Regions from separate parts of the Zea mays genome. Here all the other regions are linked to region 1. The links are chromatin contacts, called in public Hi-C maps. All regions are on one chromosome and are shown on one strand. Each heading gives the region's core, a stretch centred on a gene start, on an enhancer-like site or on the middle of the called end of the contact. The rest is flanking DNA. Distances are from core to core; before and after follow the strand shown.

Region 1 (4,626 bases), core at 667-3,166:
GTAATGATGGCCCTCCTATGACGTGGTCGGTCCGAGCCCTAGGTCGGGCGAGGCGGAGGCTCCTCCGAGGTCGAGGCTGAGTCCGAGCCTTGGGGTCAGGCGAGGCGGAGTCCGTCTTCCGAGGTCGAGGCTGAGTCCGAGCCCTGGGGTCGGGCGAGGCGGAGTCCGTCTTCCGAGGTCGAGGTTGAGTCCGAGCCCTAGGGTCGGGCGAGGCGGAGTCCGTCTTCCGGGGTCGAGGTTGAGTCCGAGCCCTGGGGTCAGGCGAGGCGGAGCTTCCCATAGCGCCCGAGGCTGGACTTAGCTGTTGTCAGCCTCACTCTGTCGAGTGGCACAACGGTCGGAGCGGCGCAGGCGGCGCTGTTTTCTTGTCAGGTCGGTCAGTGGAGCGGCGAAGTGACTGCGGTCACTTCGGCTCTGTCGACTGAAGAGCGCGCGTCAGGATAAGGTGTCAGGCGATCTTTGCATTAAATGCTCCTGCGATATGGTCGGTTGGCGTGGCGATCTGGCCAAGGTTGTTTCTCCGCGAAGACTGGGCCTCGGGCGAGTCGAAGGTGTGTCCGTCGCTTGAGGGGGCCCTCGGGCGAGACGTGAATACTCCGGGATCGGCTGCCTTTGCCCGAGACTGGGCTCGGGCGAGGCGAGATCGTGTCACTTGAGTGGACTGAGCCTTAACCTTAATCGTGCCCATCAGGCATTTGCAGCTTTGTGCTGATGAGGGTTACCAGCTGAGATTAGGAGTCTTGTGGTACCCCTAATTATGGTCCCCGACATTAATGAAATATTGAACTGGTACTATCAAATCTATGCGCTGATCCAAAACCCACCAAAAATCTACTAGTAGCAAGATTTCATGGGCATGGTTGTGGACGTGTTTAGACATGTTCCGCGATACAGGCGCGGTCGGGCTTTCGCTCCACCCAAGCTAAGCTCGATGCCATCCCTATTTATTAAAGTAGCTATGGCTAGCCAACAATAACATGATTGTTTGGAATAGATTTTTTTTTCTGAATAGCTTTTACAAGAACCTGAATTCCTGGATAATATAGCTGTCACGATAATCTGAATATCACGTGACTTGTGTGGGAAGAAAGATGAAGTGGTCTACACGGTTTAGGGTGTAGGAAGCGGTGGATGTCTTCAATCGTGACGACTCTGTGGATTCTGTATTTATGTTGATTTGGATGATTTTTACGGGAGTGATTCTTACATAAGCGGTCTGAGAAGCAAAACACTTGACTGCAAGAAGCTGAAACAAAGAGGGCGACATTTAGAGCTGGGCATTCGGTTTTTTGAAACTTCAGTTCAATTTTTTGGTTTTAAAAAACATTGGTTTTTTAGACATTAGGAATCAATCGATTTTCTAGAAAATAGAACACCGAGAAATTCGGTTTCGGATTTTTACTTCGATTTTTGGTAAAAACCGAACAATAACACATAGAACAAATTTACATGATAGATTACACACAATTTTTTAAAAATAAAATCATATAGATACAAATATTTAGATATACATAATACATCATATATAAATAAGTGAATAATTATTTAATCGCATCACACATTTAGTTCACATAATTAAATAGTCAAATTTTAGAATTGATGAACTTTGGTATTAGGTTGTTTTGGTACTTTGGTTCGGTATACGGTGAAAACCGATTACGATACCGAACGCCGAACTTTTTAGATAAAAAACCGAAACGAACTAAACTAAAAAAAATCAAAATTTCGGTTTAGTTCGTTCAGTTTGATTTATGGTTCATGGTAAAAAAGTGTCTTGCTCTTGCATTGTAGCCGAACGGCTGAGCTTTGGGTTGCCGAATAACTGGGCTGAACATCCACAATGACGGTCCAGGCAACCGGTGAAACAAGCAGTAGAACATGACGGACAAAAACAGTACTAAACCAGTTTCATGGGCCGTCTGAGGCTTCGACTGACGAAACCTGGAGGAAAGAAAGAGACCAAACGGCCCGGTAGCGCGCAGAAAAGATAGCTGTAGACATCCCCGGAAGAAATGGTCCCGTGCGTGCGCTCACTCCTTTGCTGTTTTTCTTCTCTCCGTTCACCTTGCGTGCGCGACATCTAGGGCGACCGCCGCCGCCGCCGCCGCCCTACGCCCAGCAGCCCAGGTCTTCGTCGCGCCCTTTGCCGGCTACGAGCACCCACCACACCAGGTACGTTTGTCCCTTCTTGCCTGTGCAAAACTGAGCACACGAACCCTTAGCTAAGCTAGTTGGCTAAATGGCTATCTGTATTCGGATCTGATCGCCCATCCGGTATCTTCCCTTCCCGCTGCGCGTAACAGAGCACCCAAACCCTAAGCCAGCTGTATTCGGATCCGATCTAATCGCAGGTGTGTGCGCACGTATTTTGGCTACTAACTTCGACATTTTAGTAAAAAAATATCGGCTGTACATGTCTACCCATGTTCTATACTCGGTCCGCCACATGCTCCTTCTCTTCAAAGCGCACGATCAATCTGCCCATCAACGGATGCTGCTTGTTTCCCCACCAAAAAGTAAAATCGGCTCCAACCCATGCCCCATGGACTAGCTGGTTCCACCCTGGGATGAGCATCATGCTAGACAGCTAGAGCGATTTCCATGCATGGTGAACCCCTGGGATGAGCATCATCCTAGAGTGATTTCCATGTCTTTGATCTTTGACGGTAGGCTATCCAGTGAGGAATGCAGCATCCATCAAATACACTGTCTTATAAAGTGCAGCACATAACTTGCTTTGATCTTTTTTCTTGCGTTACATGTCGCTTTATGCTATTTGTTGTGCTATGTGACACCTGTTTAAGTCTCTATAAATAATCCCCTATGCTGTGCAGTACCTGTGTAGATTTTATCATTATTGCATGAACTACCAAAATACAATGGCTCAGCAAATGCAGCTATCATTAGTTGATTATTATGGTATCATGTAGATTGCTGTAACTATTTGCATGTGTCATCAAGTGGAATTGCTTAGCAAATGAAGCTAAAAGCAACCTTTGTTTTGTTATTATGCTATTTTTTGCTGGTTTGGCCGTTGCTAAGTTTGGCATTTCCATTCTTGCAGATCACTGTAATCCAGGCTGAATTGTGGCTGGTATTGGCGATATAAGCATTCGTTAGCTGTTTAAATTGTGTCTTTTGTCTTTGATTAAGCGTCATTGGAAAGGCTGTCATGAGAAAACTCTTTTGTTCAAACGTTTCTCTCCTGTAATATGAATGTACTGTGACAATCCTTCATCCTATGCTAGAATCACATATTTTAGCTTCTAAGCTCCTTACAGTTCTTTACAAGTTTCTTATTCAACCGAATACCTAATGCATTAATTCGGTGCTTGTGACAAGCATTCATGCAAATTCGTGGATATTAATTCAGAACCTGGTGGCATATTAATCTTGGATACTTGGTCAACTGCAAACTTGAAGATTCATTTTCATGCAATCAATGGAGAGCCTAGCGCAATTAGAGGTGTTGTGTGAAAAGCTTTATAATTCTAGAGACTCGGCTGAGCGAGCGCATGCAGAAAGCACCCTCAAGTGCTTCTCAGAGAACAGCGAGTACATTTCGCAGTGCCAATACATATTGGACAATGCCTCAACTCCATATGCCCTGATGCTGGCGAGTTCAAGCTTGCTGAAGCAAGTTTCTGACCGCAGTCTTTCTTTGATGCTCCGTCTCGATATACGTAATGTTTCTTTCTGTACACTTATTGCATGGCATCATCTATAGTTAAGGTTTTATTGTTTTTGTTCTGTTGCATCCTGATCCACATGTCATTTTAGCATTAAAATCCATTTATGTCTATCAAATTTAGCTCTGTTGCTACAGTTCAGTTGCATCTGCAACCTTTTAACATTTGCCTCTCTCTATGTTGAATAAATATGAGCTGTTAGCCTGTGACATATGCGGCATGCAACCATACAGAGTAGTCCCAATATAACTTTCAACAAACTCTTGTTATTTCTTCTCGACTCATTTTCGTATACTTGAGATGTTTGTAAAGATTGTAATAAATTATATAGTTTCATTTTCCACACCGTCCGCCACCAAATTTCATTACACATATTACAAAATTAAAATTATATGGTTTCATATTCTCCTTAGTTTTCTTTGTCTGCTTTCATGACATTGAAAGATAACTATTTCCATTTGTTGTTCTGTATGTGTCATCATAGATGAAATTAATATTTGTGTCTGTTTCTTTCTTACATGCTTTTCAATACCTCTTATTGTTGTTTACACCTAACCTTTTTTGTAATCTGTGTGAAGGGAATTATGTCATAAACTATCTTGGCACAAGGGGGCCTAAATTGCAGAACTTTGTCATTGTGTCCTTAATTCAGCTGGTCTGTCGAATTACAAAATTTGGATGGTTTGATGATGACAGATTCAGAGAGACTGTCAAGGAAGCGACTGATTTTTTAGGTCTTGTAAGTATGTCTTGCATGCTTTATGTGTTGAGATAGGAATTCTGTGATTGTTTGCCACGTATTTAAGAATTTTGTTATCACATAAGACCTTGCCAGTTTGATGACTGAAACATGTTTTTGAAATTAATTAAACATCACAATGTAGCTATTTGCACCGAATAAATCTCCACACACCGTTCCTGTTTTTATACACACTTA
Region 2 (4,626 bases), core at 681-3,180, 230 kb before region 1:
TCCAGAAGGTTTCCTTTTATACAAAGGCAGGACATATTGATGCTAAAAGAACAGCTGCCAGTTCTTCATAGATTGCATGCATGGGCCAATAATGCAAAAGTATACAATCAAATAATCATTAAGGGCATAAATATCTTGAAGAAATATATTTTTGGAACACAGGTTAATCACTTGAATAAACAACATAAAAATATGCCCAACTAATTTGAACTCTCCCGTGTTTACTGCATACAGTTGACATTGACAGGTTGACAGGTGCCCCTCAGGCCCTCAGCAAACATCACTGCCATGTTCATGGCAGCTAAGCATTAAATCTTCTAACGGGGGTTGGATTTTTCAATGTCTGGATTTTTCTCTGAGAAAATGAAAAGTTGGGACAAGCAATACAAACAAGGACATACTCTACTTATCGGTGACAGAACTATTAGAAAAGACATAACACCGGCTTTCATCCAGAGCCATTCTGAATTATAAACAAATATGTGGCAAGTAAAAGCGTAGCTGAGGTTTCAGCAATCATGTTAAACAAATTATTCTCCTCTGATCACATTGCCAAGTGAACACAACTTCCATTCCCTACTCTACAGCCATTCGACGCCAAATTTGTTAGAACAGGACAGCAATTGATTAAGGCATTCAGTTAAGAAACGGTAAATGAACACTATCATTGTCCATTTCGACGAGAGAATATATACGACCCTACAGTTAAAACCACAGAATATTTTCTTCTCTGTGAAGTTCGAGGATGAAGGTCTATCCAACATTGTGACCATCAATTGCTCCCAAACTAATACGTCATACCAGTTCAGTTCTCGCCTAATCACTAGTTAGATTAGAAACGCTGAACTGATACAGTAATTGTAAAAACGCCAGCTATCATTTATCTCTGACACTACAGGAGCACTTAAAAGCCCCTGAATGTCCACCGTATGACTAACTAAAGGTCATCAACAACCGACTGCATTTATGCCTTCTGACTAGTGCAAAAAAGAGTTGTTGCCAGCCAAAAAAAGAGAGAGAGAGAGCTGATATTCGTCTCATTTCTCGCAAAATTCATCACACAACATCCTTCTTTCCCCTTTTCCTTTCCTCCCTCGAGGATTGAGCTGATAAAAATTCAGGCAGACAAGGATAGCTGTGAACAAGAAGATAAAATGTTCACTAACCGTATTCCGTATCCGTCTACGAAATCGTCAGAACTCGGAACGAATAAAAGAAATCACGATAGAGACATTACGCCTGCATCAATCAATCCCACGCGACCGTCCATAACACCTGGACCATCCCTGGCGTTGTTCTTGCCCCCTTTGCGAAAATCCACTATAAGAAACAAGGCAAAAAGTGTCGGCCAAAAAAACTACACTCTTACTGAAATAAGTCGACATTATTAAAATGGACGATCTTATTCGTCGATTAAGCCCCGACACTCTTTAAGTAAAAAACACTCCTCCGACACTCTTTAAGTAAAAAACACTCCTTCAACGTTTTCGTGTAGTGATCGCGACACGACAAATAAACCCCCACCATGAAACGGCAATCATCACGCGTCCACACCGCCTCAGAGAACAGAGGCACGGGCGACCAAAACCACATCAAGAACAAAGCACGTAGCGGCGCGATACACATGCAGTGAATCGCTCTCGAAAGAAAGATCACGGTTTACTGAAAGCTGACCCCATTCAGGGGGGGGGGGGGGGGGGGGGGGGGGGGGGGGGGGGGGGGGGGGGGGGGGGGGAGAACCAGAGCGGACACTTACCAGTGAGACGGGGAGTTAGATGAGGGCAGCAGTGAAACTTCCGTTGCCGGGAGTGGAGGACGATGAGAGATAGCGTATGTGTGTGTCTCAGTGTCTGTGGAGGTGTGACTCAGGTGAGACCTGAGAAGAGGAGAGGAGAGGAGAGGTCGAGACTCGAGAGAACGGGAGGCGGCGGTTTGGGGCTTTGCGCGGAGAAGGAAAAGGAGTGGCTTTTTCGGTATTGCTTGCCGGGGGCGAAGATTGGAGGACGCGTTGGACTGCTGAATTTCTGATGCTCGCTCAGCGCTAGCAGTAAGGAAAGACTGCGGTTGGTTAATCGGTCCTGCTGCCTTTTTTTTTAAGGACTCGTTCCAGTTCCACTCTAAACTATAAGTTATTAATGTTTTTAAATAAAAACATATTTAATTTATAAAATAAAATAATAATAATTAGTGTTGAGAAAACAACATACTCTAAGATATATAATCAAGACGTAGATTCCCACAAAAAAGTTTTAGGGCTCCTTTGAATTGCAGGATTTTTTTTGGTTAATCGGTGCTGCTGCCTTTTTTTAGGACTCCTTCCAGTTCCACTCTAAACTATAAGTTATTAATATTTTTAAATGAAAAACATATAAAATTTATATAATAAAATAATAATAATAAGTGTTGAGAAAAAACATACTCTAAGATATAATCAAGACGTAGATTCCGATAAAAAAATGTTAGGGCTTCTTTAATTTGCATTATTTTTTTCCGTTTCATATGTTTTTCCTGTAAAAATAAATTAATTCTTGTGAATTTCCTGTGTTCCAAAGAAGCCTTTAGAGAAGTCACGCATTTTCGAGACTTGTGCTCTCGAGAACCTATATCAACTCTGGCTAAAATAGGGGACCATCATGAGAGGACCTGATCTCGAAGTTTCCTCAACCTCTAAGGCTCTCTGTCTTCGACTCCTATCAGAATGAATGAGATCCGAAAAGTGTGATACTCTCTAGAAGTCGAGACGGCTACCAAATTTCTAGGATATCTCAGTCATCGGACCCGCCCCCTCGGACCTATGAGACCACTGGCCTCGAAGCCTTCCTGACCAATGATCGGGTCTCAAGGCCCTTAATATACAAACCAAAACTATTTATCCAATCAAGTATGGAAGCTCTTGTAGACAGAATAATATGGCTAGCCTTACCTCGAGGGTAGGCTGGTCCTAAAAGGTATGACCCTACAGAATAATATGGCTAGCCTTACCTTGAGGGTAGGCCGGTCCTAAAAGGTATGACCCTATTACAATGTTCATCTCTACTCTAAACATTCATGTGGCACTAGAGGTCTAAATAAGGCTCTCGTCCATCGTATTAAATAAAATGGGCGACATTGCGATTAAAGAGGTGCATTGTTGCAACGACATAGGTACCATGTGTACTCTAGATCACTATTCAATATGTACCATCATCCATATAGCCACGCTTAAACAAGCTAGCATACCAACAATTAAAGATTATAAAGTACAGACTCCTACACCGATTAGCAACTATGTGGTACCCCAAAGAAACACACTCCTGTACTTTCCACTATGACGAGACAAAGCAGCCACTCCATCAAGACATGTTCAATATTGTGGTACGTCTAAGACACATCATTGCATATCACTCCATGTCTACGTAGTCGAGCTCTCCTAGGTCGTAGGGCCCATATTGTCTAACATGCATATATCACTTTATCCTCCTTTAGGTTATAAATGATATGATATAGTAGCTTAGGAACGATTCAGATTCAACAACTTCATTTAGCCTTTACATTTAAGCTTTTACTTTCAAGGGGTCAACCACAATCATCTCTAAAGGGATCATTCCTTTCTGATTTAGGGGATCCATAGAGGTGAACTAGAGACTCATAGTCCTCGGTCCTGCTGCGCGAGTGCGCATCATATACGTGACAGAATCAGAAATCATGTACACAACGATTACATGCTTCTCGGCCCCGCTGCGCGAGTGCGCAATGCATCTGGAGGACTCCCGCCTGCTGCGCGCTTTTGACTCGGCTCGGCTCAGTTGGTGGCGGATTAGTTTAGCCTCGACGCCGGCGGGTCATGCGGCAAGTGGCGGCATGAGTCGTTGGCCCGATGGGTGATTATTATTCAGGTGGTTCCGGTCAGCTAATCCCCATCCAACCAATAAATACACGAGATATATATCGGTCACTGATGACTCATGAGTGTGGTTTGGTTGGCTGGAAACACAGGTACACACGGCGTATATGATTTGCATGATGTCCATCTTGATGAGCAGTTTGCACTAGCCTTGAGTTGGACCATCTCTAGTTGTATTCTCCACCTGCTGGCAGAGGTTAAAAACATGCCAGTCCTCGATCGGTCGGCGTCCAGCAATATGCCATTCAATTCAACCATCCCACGCGGCCTTAATTTTATACCTTGAGCGCAAGCTAGATGGACAAATATACCCACTCCATCGTCGATGGACCAGCTGGTTGTCAATATATCGGGTGGCCTGGTCCGGTGGATTCGCCGGCCGTACTACGTTCTAAGACGCGAGTGGGTCCGTCAAATAATTTTCAGAGCCTAGCTAGAGTGCAGGGAGCTGAAGGCACGCCTAACAAATCTCGGGTGGCAGTGACAGGCACAGCAGCCTGGTACGTGTATATATATAAGCACCCTCGCCTGCCTGCCTTCGAGTTTCAAGGAAGATGTGGCCTCGCCTGACTGACCTTTTCATACAAAAGTCACCACGATCATCTTGTATTAGTAGTAGCCCTAGTTTAACCTTCATCGACTTCGAACCTTCAGCTCTTTTCGGCTCTACGTCGACTAGAGGCGTATTGGATGGACTGCCGACGCCAAGACACATCGTATGATCTCTGCTGCGAAGAAGACGA
Region 3 (4,626 bases), core at 951-3,450, 150 kb before region 1:
TGGAATTTGATAACTCAATCATCGCAGTCTTAGAAACTTGGTACACCATATGACCAAATATATCCCCAATCTTTCTCTGCTCAGTAATAATTAACATGTAATAGGGCCCAAGGAACTTAATGAAACCTGTAAAAAACATATCGTTGATGCATATTTGCAGGGAATATGTTACCGACATTGCATCAATTACAATCAGAGTAAGATGCCATAGCTTACCGATGATTCCAAAACAGTTGGTGACAAATTTGACTCCACCAGTTGACCTGTGTTGTTCGTCTAGATTTTTTAGCATATCAAGGTAATCACTCTGTGAGAGCACAGTAGAATCCTCATGTACATTGACCTCTGATGGCTCCATTCTATCAATCTTGAGTAATCTCCATATTGTCTTGTTACAGTTAGTTCCAAGAATATAGAATTTCTGCCAAAAACATCCATCATTAAATTATGATGAAAAACAAATCAGTTAAGGAACTAGGTACTCATTTTCACCCTTCAGCAAATGAAGACTTCTACAGTCAAAGACCAAGATTCGGGTGGCACCAATAGCCACAAATAATTCAAAAGTTTGAGATTTGTTCATAGTTTTTGGCGCAATATGTATTGGGTCACAGTTGAGCATTAAAACCGTCATGAGCAGGTTACACAAACCAGACCCACTATTTCTCACCAATCCTGGCAAAAAATAAACATCAAAGTCAAGCTCACTGCCTTCCTGTGTTCTAACTTTCCATTTCTCATCTTTACAAAACTATAATTTCACTTGCAGCCCATCCTTGTCCCAAAAATCAGTTTAAGAAAAGCTCTAATCTATTCAAGTATTCATATTGGAATATCCTGTCAGATCCTCTTCGATGTGACAACACAAATTGAGACCAACTTTTTTTATTTGCAATATCCCAATCAACAGACTGTTGTATAAATAAAAGGTTCTTGAATTCCCTAAGTCTCATAGATGCAATGGTCAAAGAACGTCATTCTCCATTTTCACTTTTTAAGACTTCCAAAAATTCTCATATCCTACAAGCGCATAACAATCCAACTTCTAAATTGTAGTCCACAAACACAGGCAAGACAAGAAAAACAGTACGGCTTCGCCTTTGCACATGAGTTTGCAAAAGCATTTTATATAAGGCTTCTATGTACAGAATGCACCCGGATAGAGAGAGCTTCACCAACTACCAACAAAACAAGAAATGGTCGCCAAGATATAAATAAACCAAACACTGTAACCAAACATCCAAAAAAGATAGTGGGATGAAGCACAGGATAGTTTGAACTTTGAACTTGATATCACACCCTGGTTTTAAGTGATAACATGAGAACACACAAAGATTTACTTTTCGTGATCAAAATCCCAACAAATGAATGAGAGCAGTGCTTGAAAAGCACACCTATTTGGCTATTTCCTAACAAAAAATAAATGGAGAAAAGCATCGTAGCTTACAAAATAAGGCATGATTCAATATCTCACGCATAGAACCCAAAAATACTAGTACTAGCAGCCAAGAGCTCCTGAAATTCAAGTGTGATAATCACTTTCTACACAGGCATATTCAAATCGCATGCATGCAGATGCCATGAATGAACAACGATCATAATTCCTAAATCCTCGACGTTGCATGGAATGATCCATCCAAGCACGTAGACCGCATACTCTGTCCCGACTCCCGAGCTAAACGACGTCTATAGCTCGACCGTCTCCGTAGCTATACAGCCTTGACCGGATCACAGAGCGGCAGTAGGAGCGGCATCATTGGACAGCACAATTTTACCCAACAACAAGAGACAAACAGCAACACCCGCTCGACGAAGCGGCGCATTGTGGCCCGGGGGCGAGGAGCTCACCGACTCGGACTCGTAGAGCTCGAAGCTCTCGAGGCAGCTGTCCGCCTCCGCCATTGCCAGCAGAATCCCCGGCGCGTGCTGGCTCAACCTCGCATCCACCACAGCGGCAGATCACAGCCCCGCAGCAGCAGCAGCAGCAGCCGCCACCGCCGCCCGCCGGAACCCTAAGTCCGCGCCGCCCGGCTGCTTGAGGTAGAGCATTCCCCGCGCGAACCACGGCCGCGGCGCCCGCGAATCAGAGCCCGGACCGGCCCAAGGCTCGCGGCGAACGGTCGCGAAACCGGGCCGGGATTCCGGGAGCTCGGGCGCCGATCGCGAGCGGCGCAAGTGGGGAAATTTCTGGGGAGGAGGGGGAGGAGGAGGCGCTGGCGAGGCCGTGAATGATAGGAGATTGGTTGATTTCGCTTTCTATTTTTTTTTCGGGTGCGAAATCCGTGAGGCGTGGAGGCTGACCGGTGTGACGGTGTCCAGGCGGGGAGGGGGAGGAGGAGGGGGAGGGCGAACTAGTTACAGCGCGGCACGGTAGCACAGCCCTGTATATAGATATACAATCGAACACCGTAGTGTAGTGTGCTAGTGTAAGTGCATCAATCTTATTTATAGTTTTTTAATAGATGATGATCCACAAGGGAGTTAATAAATATTTTATGAGATTTAGGGTTGCATATAGTTACAGAATGTGTAGATGAAATATAAAAAAAACTCAATCTTAGTTTCGTGAAAGATGTCCCACCATGGTTTTTAGTTCTATTTAAAGATTTGTTTAATCTTCTCTTGAATATAGAATATAGAGGATCAAAGAGTCCATTACGTACAGGTGCCAAAATTTACTCAGAGTATTATAGTTGCCAGCTATTGACACTCTCAAAACCACTCATGGGTTCTTGGAATTTTACTCAGACTATTAGTTGATTTGTTTTTCATTCTATTCCTCTTTGAGTTCTTGGAACCCTGATTGCCTAGATGTTTCTTGGTGACACCCTTGCCGCGTTCGGGAAATTTGTATTACCCATTCATTCTAGTGGAAATCTAGGGTTGGATCTTTATGGTCATTTAGGAAAGAGGAGAGTTCAAAGCGACTCTAGAGACCTTTGTGGTTGTCTCGACAATGGGATGTAAGACAACTTTTGTCGTGGCATGATCTTCGTTATATGAGGGTGGTGGTACTAGCAAAATATGTAAATTGACTTAGGACATCGACTTTACACTCGTGGTGAAATTGAATAAGTATGTAATAAGCACTTAAATTCGTAATTGGTTAGTTTATTTCTTTTGGGGATTCGAGTATTTAGTCCTCACCAAAAATTTGGACAAAGTCCAACTTTAGAACCCAAAACAATGTCGAGTGATATTAGAGCTTAATCCTCATGATGAATGCTTAACCGTGTGAGGAAAAAAACAATGTCAAGTAGTAGAGACAGTGTTGAGGTGGTCAGGTAAATAGCTAACTGTTCTATATTATCTGAATTAAGAAGATACACAAAGAGTTCTTGGAGTGCGATGGTTGGATAAACAAATGGCTGAAATTAGTTGCAGCGCAATTCCATGGTCTCCACTCTCCACGAGTGTGTATAAAGAACAAAAAAAAAAGCGATATTATGCGTTATTTAGCTCCTGATGGTGAGTAGTGATGGTGCTGAGTAGCGACACGTCCGGCGGAACCCGCCACCGCAGCCGATCCGGGCTAGGGCTACCACCCGTCCAGGCCGCCAGGTTACTTTCTCCTGGCCGTGAGGCAACGCGGGGGGGGGGGGGGGGGGGGGGGGGGGGGGGGGGGGGGGGGGGGGGGGGGGGGGGGGGGGGGGGAGCGAGCGTATGTGGCACAACACAACACGCAAACTGACGGAATTGAATATGGCCGCCGGGTAGCGCTTGTTTGCCCACCACAACGAACCAGTCCTTGCTTGGACGATTCCGTCCGAGGCGAATTCTGCCGCGCGCGAACATGACGAGAGGGTCGGTGTCGTTAGCTCGGGAGGCGACAGGTGCTGGATGGACTGGTGGGTAGTGCGCGCTTGGGCTTGGCTGGCGAGTTGACTACGAGAGGCCGCGGGAGCGACGTGGAGCGGCTGGACTGGACGTCCGGCTCCAATGATTGGGCGGAAAGGGCTGCCGACCATGCGCTTGCCACGCCACCGCTTCTCGGCAAGTTTTGAAGCCTTCCTGCCGTTTCTTTCCCGGCGTCGCTGCCACGTCCTCCTGGCGTTGTCCGCGCCAAAACCCACGGCAGTAGCAGTACCACTACCACCCCACCTGGGTGCTCGGACCGTCGGACGGGAAGATGCCCTCGTCTGCTACGGCGCTACCCGTACGTACTCCTTGTTCTGCGTGGTTCAGATTCTCATGTCTGTCAGCAGCAGCGCCAGCATCCGATGCTGAGCTCGAGCGTTCCAGCGAGCACATCCGCACCTTTTCGGTTCTCTTTTTCCTGTGTGTGTGTGATCGTTTAGCGCGAGCGCGAGGTCAAGACCTGAGCATGTGCACAAAAGAAATATGGTGCCTGGTACCACGGCACCTTGACCGGGGCGCCAACATACGGAGACGTTGGGCGTGTTCGGCTGGCTGCAAGCCGACACTGTTGCAGCTGTTTGGACTGCTGCAGCTGCAATCCATAGAGAGAAAAATACTGTAGAAGCCGCAGCCGCAGCCGGATTGCAGCCGCAGCAAGCCGCAGCGAACAAGCTGGTTATCTTGATCCAGGAAAAAAATTTGTCTGCAGTGGGATGGAGTTGCTTACCAATTAATAATGATCAGCGTCGGTATATATTAATCTGTCCT

The links. A called contact is a pair of places that touch in the nucleus more often than the background predicts.
Region 2: a contact with region 1 is called in a Hi-C map of ear, with 4 times the contacts expected there. The contact joins the promoter of LOC100192577 here to the promoter of LOC103629871 in region 1. A contact is called at or near these places in 9 of 25 Hi-C or Micro-C datasets (ear, leaf and tassel) and 1 of 3 datasets of contacts at active chromatin or transcription factors (seedling).
Region 3: a Hi-C map of ear shows a contact between it and region 1, with 5 times the contacts expected there. The contact joins the promoter of LOC103629870 here to the promoter of LOC103629871 in region 1. A contact is called at or near these places in 24 of 25 Hi-C or Micro-C datasets (bundle sheath, ear, endosperm and 6 more) and 2 of 3 datasets of contacts at active chromatin or transcription factors (leaf and seedling).

The regions. Positions count from the first base shown.
Region 1 is chr6:119,225,981-119,230,606 of Zm-B73-REFERENCE-NAM-5.0, forward strand. It overlaps LOC103629871 (exportin-7-A), which reads left to right and starts at 1,917. Exons shown (of 29, transcript XM_008650962.2): 1 at 1,917-2,172; 2 at 3,065-3,683; 3 at 4,268-4,428. The coding sequence starts at 3,434.
Region 2 is chr6:118,992,739-118,997,364 of Zm-B73-REFERENCE-NAM-5.0, forward strand. LOC100192577 reads right to left here and starts at 1,931. Exons shown (of 9, transcript NM_001137792.1): 1 at 1,757-1,931.
Region 3 is chr6:119,073,641-119,078,266 of Zm-B73-REFERENCE-NAM-5.0, forward strand. LOC103629870 (phosphoinositide phosphatase SAC2-like) reads right to left here and starts at 2,201. Exons shown (of 16, transcript NM_001329531.1): 1 at 1,849-2,201; 2 at 217-421; 3 at 1-126. The coding sequence starts at 1,902.